2 separate regions of the Xenopus tropicalis genome follow, and region 1 is linked to region 2. Evidence: chromatin contacts called from public Hi-C data. All regions are on one chromosome and are shown on one strand. Each heading gives the region's core, a stretch centred on a gene start, on an enhancer-like site or on the middle of the called end of the contact. The rest is flanking DNA. Distances are from core to core; before and after follow the strand shown. Region 1 has its middle 27 kb from the start of ube2v1. Region 2 has its middle 100 kb from the start of snai1.

Region 1 (2,801 bases), core at 166-2,665, 130 kb before region 2:
TCATTTATTATAACAGTGGGACATAATGACACAACACACACTCCTCCCAGCGCATCCCTGAATTGCTTCATTACTGAGTTTCCAGGAATTGTAAAGGTTCCCCATGCTGGAGCGTCTTATGGAACCCGACCTCCATGCACTTGTGAGCCCATCAAGGCCTGGAGTGGGCATAAGTCCAACTATACATATAGGGAATGCTTTGGGCACTCAGTAGGCAGATCTTCTGTCCTTTTCACCAGGACCATTTCAATCATCACTCCCAAAACTAGAAATCAGCTCTTTTGGACCCATACACATTATGTACATTGTACTTTCCCAATTGTAGCTGCCTGATTGGGTTGGCCAATGTCAACTATGTCACCCAACTATTTCGTTATGTACGGCACTAGAACAGGGTGGAAATTTTGGAAGACCATTCAATCATCCTATCAGATTGCAGACAACCTGCCCAACTGAAAATGCTCGGATGGGGCAGTGGCAAATGTGGAATTACGAGGACCCCTGGTGCCTCCTCATTTGTGGTCAGAGCTACATGGTTGGTCAAACTGCACAACATCTTCCCAGTTGACTTGTTAATTTTGCCTAACTTACGTTTTTACAGAATCTGTAGGGAACAAAGGACCCACACTATTCTGTAAAGATCTACATGACCTTAAAAGAGAACTAACCCTCTACAGACAAAAGCCCTCATAGACTGCCCTTAATTGCCCTCTCTCCCTGCTCCTTCCCTCTATTACATGCAAAAGTGTCCCTCTTCGAAAAGTTGACCTATAAATGCAGAGTAGCGCAGCAGAGTTCATAGGCGCCATTTTCTGGATCTTCGGATCATCTTCTTTCATTTGCCAATGGATGTTGTTTTTGGCACAGCTAATCTCAGACTAGCTCCAGCTTCATATGTGCCAGAAAGCTAAGTGTCGGCAAACTTGCCAAACAAAATCCAAAGAAGATGGTGCCCGGAAAGTACACTGTGCTACTCTGTATCTATAGGTCAGCTTTCTAGACAGGGACACTTTTGCATCTAATAGACTCTGCAGGGAGGGTTGCCAATAGAGGGCAGTCTATGGGGGAATTAGTTCCCCTTTAATACAATTAATGGCATCCAGCAGTAAACTAACCCCCTTTATATCAGCCAGGGGCCACCAAATACCTCTGCAAGATAAAAGTGTAGAGTTAAATACAGAGAAACCTTATCAGATTACATATCAGGGCTACTGCAACCCCCACCCCCCAAACAAGAAAAATTCTCTTATCCATGGGTTATTATACACATTTAACCACGTTGTTATATGAGCCAGTACTTTCGGGATCTTTGTTTTCCATCCCAGCATGGGACCTTCTCAGTGTGGATCCAGCCCTGTCTCTAATTGCTTACAGGTACACTGCAGAATTTAGGAGCCTTCATTCTTGTAAATCATCCTAGCACATTCCTGCTAATGCTATACCCCTCTGTGCTGATTAGCCCCCTCTGTGGCTTGGAGCGACCTCCTGCAGAGTATGGGGGGCAGTGTCTGAGGGAAGGGGGAGTAGGGCAATAGGGAATTCATGGCCTGCTTCTCTGATAGCATTAATGATGGAATGTTAGTACCTTCGGAGTTCCACCATTAATACTGGAGAGAATAACAAGAGAATAATGCTGTCTTTAGGGGGGCAGCACACATTAATTGTTAGCCCCTGCTGTGAAGCGAGCTGGTGTGCCCCACAGGAGAAGTATAAGTGTGGCTTATTGTGCATAAAAAGGAAAGTTGGTGTCATGGATAGGGGTTGTAACTGTGAGATATTATGTATAGTAAGATGAAGTGTTGGTGGGGAAGGAAATGTTGACGCACAGTATATGTATGTATAACTTTATTTATATGGTAAAATGTCATTAAATGGATTATATAGAATGGCAGGTTAATTAAATGATCAATCATGGGGTCTCAGTTTTGGCCCAGGAACGAGCCACCAGCAGGGACAGCCATGAAGACATGTTGTGTCTGGCTGGTGGTATGGGCATACTTTCTGTTTGCCTTGGAGTTCCATTCATCCAAATCAATGGCGGATATCTGTCCACATTACTGATCATTTATGTCCTATCTAGCAAAAGCAGGAGGGCTACTATCTGAAGTGGCCAACCAATCAGAGTTTGGCAAGTCACATGTATTGTCAAGCTGTTGGCACCTTAAGTGGTCATCTCAAGACCATACCATATCGCAGGGAATCAGCCAGCTATGTTATATACAGTACATAGCACAAGAAGGCACTAATGTTTTTATGGTGCTGCCAGTCATGGGCCCTTCAGATGTGTCTTAATTTCAGCTCCCAGCATTCCCTTGTCCCTGCCTGACTTATCTGCCCCAGCTTAACTTTAGTTCATAGTCCAAATTCCTCCCCTACAGAGCAAGGCCCCAGTAACTGTAAATAAGTGTCTAGGTGGCAAGAGGAATGACCAAAATAAACAAACAGTGTCACTCTCCTGGTGGTGATTTATAGAATGGAAGGGCCTTTGGCCCTTAATATCCCAGACAAAAGGTGCACTGGTGCCTGATAGTCACTTGTCCATTTGAGAGGGGCCTGGGCTGTTTTTATAGCCTGTTTGTTTGATGCAGATACATGGCAGCTCATTGCTGATAAGAGCCACACTGTCCCGTCCTATTGGCTCCTTTCCACACTGCTGCTGTGCCTTTAACATTCCTGGCCTCCTGCGTGTAAGGACCCTTCCTGTTATAAAACCCCAGGTGGGCTTCACTAGCCTGATAAGGTACCAGCCTGGATTATTCCCATGGTGGCCTAATCTCTCCTAGTCCTTTGTTATTCTATGG
Region 2 (2,700 bases), core at 77-2,576:
GATTTTCCATACTCCTGGGCACCCAGCAGCAGCCTCAGGGCCTGCTGAATTTGTTAGTAACCCTCTGTATCCTTCTGTTCATCCCCTCAGCCCCTCATTCAAACCAATGCTGGGTTGCTAGGTTATGTGGGAGCCTACTAACCAGATCGTAATACACTGAAACACAAAGATAAATCATGTAAACTGTCTTAGAATACCATTGTCTATATACTACTGGTTTCCAAAATGCCATGTTGGGGAACTCAAGATAATAGGCCTAAGCCTGAAGACCAATTTCAGGGTAAATGTTTATATTCTATCTTTGTAATCCCTGGAGCCTTGTTATGAGCTAAAGTTTTGATCACAAAGGGAGGTCTGAACCCAAAAACTCAGAAGACTACTGTTCTATGTCAAATTAAATGGGGGCATAAAGTTGTAACCTAGGGGAGCCAATCAAAAATGAGTACACATAGCACCTAAGAATCAAGTCACTCTTAGGCACCAAGTGTACCTATTTTTGATTAGCTCTCACACAGTAAAGCAGAGAGAGAGGCTACCAGCACTGCTGGAATTGCACACATAGCCGAGAATAGTAATGCTTAAGTCAAGTAAACCAAATAGGATATATTCTCCTTTATAATGGATCTGAAACCAAAAACTCATTTTTAAATAATGAAAACAGGAAATCTAGGCAAAGTTTCAGTGTAAATTAATTAAAAGAATGTGAATGTTTTTAAAACCAGTGAAAACGACAAATGGATTTATATTGGAAAGTTGCTGAGAATTGGATTATTTTCATTATGCAAAAGTCAGTTTTTGGGTGGAGAAATTGTAGGGTATGTTTTCAGAAAAACCTTTCTGCACTTGCTGCTTTAACATCAAAGGCCCCTCTGGCTCCGCCGTTTGACCGGGTTCCTTTCAATGACTGGTACTGTATGCGAGAGACCAAGTGGTGGACTTGACCAGCTGAAAGCAACAGCTGATCTCTGGCCTGAATTCTGGGCTTTCCCCCACAGCTGTCCCACCTGCCAGACTGTTCCTCGCTGGAGGGAGAAGCTTGTGACTTTGCTGTTTTTGAAAACGCTCTTTCTTGGCATTTGGGAAATGTTGGCGACAGGAGCAGATTCATCTGGAAGGAGAAGGCTCGCTGTTACCATCTGGTTAATGCCGCTCCACTCTGTAACACGTTCTGCGCTTCTCTTGAAGTCCAGATTCCTTGCAAGTTCTGTAGCATCTTGAAGATCCAGCAAACAAAGGAGGGTCCTGTTTGTGCTCAGGAGTCCGGCTTACAGCCGGGGCACATAATCCACACACACAGGATCCTCTGTTGAAGGTCCTCAGATGTGTCAGTTGCTAATCAGTCGTGCAGTGCTATTCATGTCCCTCTTCAAGATGTCAGAGAGTTGCAGTGTTGGCAGCCAACGGAAAACAAAATACATGGGGATGTTTAGGGGTAGATTTTGCAAAGGGGGATTATTTGACCCTGCCATAGGAGATACTCAGGGCACAAATAAGCACTCACCCCAAATCTCACCCTTATTGGCCTTCAGGCTGGGCCCCCTTAGCTCATAACAAGGTTACAGATATATAGAAACATTGGGGTAACAGTCACCCTGCTATAGTTCCAGGGGTACCCAGGGCACAAATAAGCACTTACCCCAAATCCCCCCCTAACTGGCCTTCAGGCTGGGCCCCCTTAGCTCATAACAAGGTTACAGATATATAGAAACATTGGGGTAACAGTCACCCTGCTATAGTTCCAGGGGTACCCAGGGCACAAATAAGCACTCACCCCAAATCTCCCCCTAACTGGCCTTCAGGCTGGATCCCCTTAGCTCATAACAAGGTTACAGATATATAGAAACATTGGGGTAACAGTCACCCTGCTATAGTTCCAGGGGTACCCAGGGCACAAATAAGCACTCACCCCAAATCTCACCCTTATTGGCCTTCAGGCTGGATCCCCTTAGCTCATAACAAGGTTACAGATATATAGAAACATTGGGGTAACAGTCACCCCGCTATAGTTCCAGGGGTACCCAGGGCACAAATAAGCACTCACCCCAAATCTCACCCTTATTGGCCTTCAGGCTGGATCCCCTTAGCTCATAACAAGGTTACAGATATATAGAAACATTGGGGTAACAGTCACCCTGCTATAGTTCCAGGGGTACCCAGGGCACAAATAAGCACTCACCCCAAATCTCACCCTAACTGGCCTTCAGGCTGGGCCCCCTTATCCCATAACAAGGTTACAGATATATAGAAACATTGGGGTAACAGTCACCCTAATATAGTTCCAGGGGTACCCAGGGCACAAATAAGCACTCACCCCAAATCTCCCCCTAACTGGCCTTTAGGCTGGCCCCCTTAGCTCATAACAAGGTTACAGATATATAAAAACATTGGGGTAACAGTCACCCTGCTATAGTTCCAGGGGTACCCAGGGCACAAATAAGCACTCACCCTAAATCCCCCCTAACTGGCCTTCAGGCTGGGCCCCCTTAGCTCATAACAAGGTTACAGATCTATAGAAACATTGGGGTAACAGTCACCCTGCTATAGTTCCAGGGGTACCCAGGGCACAAATAAGCACTTTCCCCAAATCTCCCCCTAACTGGCCTTCAGGCTGGGCCCCCTTATCCCATAACAAGGTTACAGATATATAGAAACATTGGGGTAACAGTCACCCTAATATAGTTCCAGGGGTACCCAGGGCAC

What was found. A called contact is a pair of places that touch in the nucleus more often than the background predicts.
Region 1: a contact with region 2 is called in a Hi-C map of neurula embryo, with 2.1 times the contacts expected there. The contact joins two enhancer-like sites. A contact is called at or near these places in 2 of 5 Hi-C or Micro-C datasets (gastrula embryo and neurula embryo).

Annotation. Positions count from the first base shown.
Region 1 is chr10:36,435,190-36,437,990 of UCB_Xtro_10.0, reverse strand. No RefSeq gene overlaps it. Among named protein-coding and RNA genes, the nearest start is that of ube2v1, 27 kb to the left of the region's middle. Within about 2 kb of position 1,415, at least 1 of the 11 cell types and tissues checked has an H3K27ac peak or open chromatin away from gene starts, as enhancers often do. A contact at or near this core is called in neurula embryo, where this site is marked.
Region 2 is chr10:36,301,802-36,304,501 of UCB_Xtro_10.0, reverse strand. No RefSeq gene overlaps it. Among named protein-coding and RNA genes, the nearest start is that of snai1, 100 kb to the right of the region's middle. Within about 2 kb of position 1,326, at least 2 of the 11 cell types and tissues checked have an H3K27ac peak or open chromatin away from gene starts, as enhancers often do. A contact at or near this core is called in neurula embryo, where this site is marked.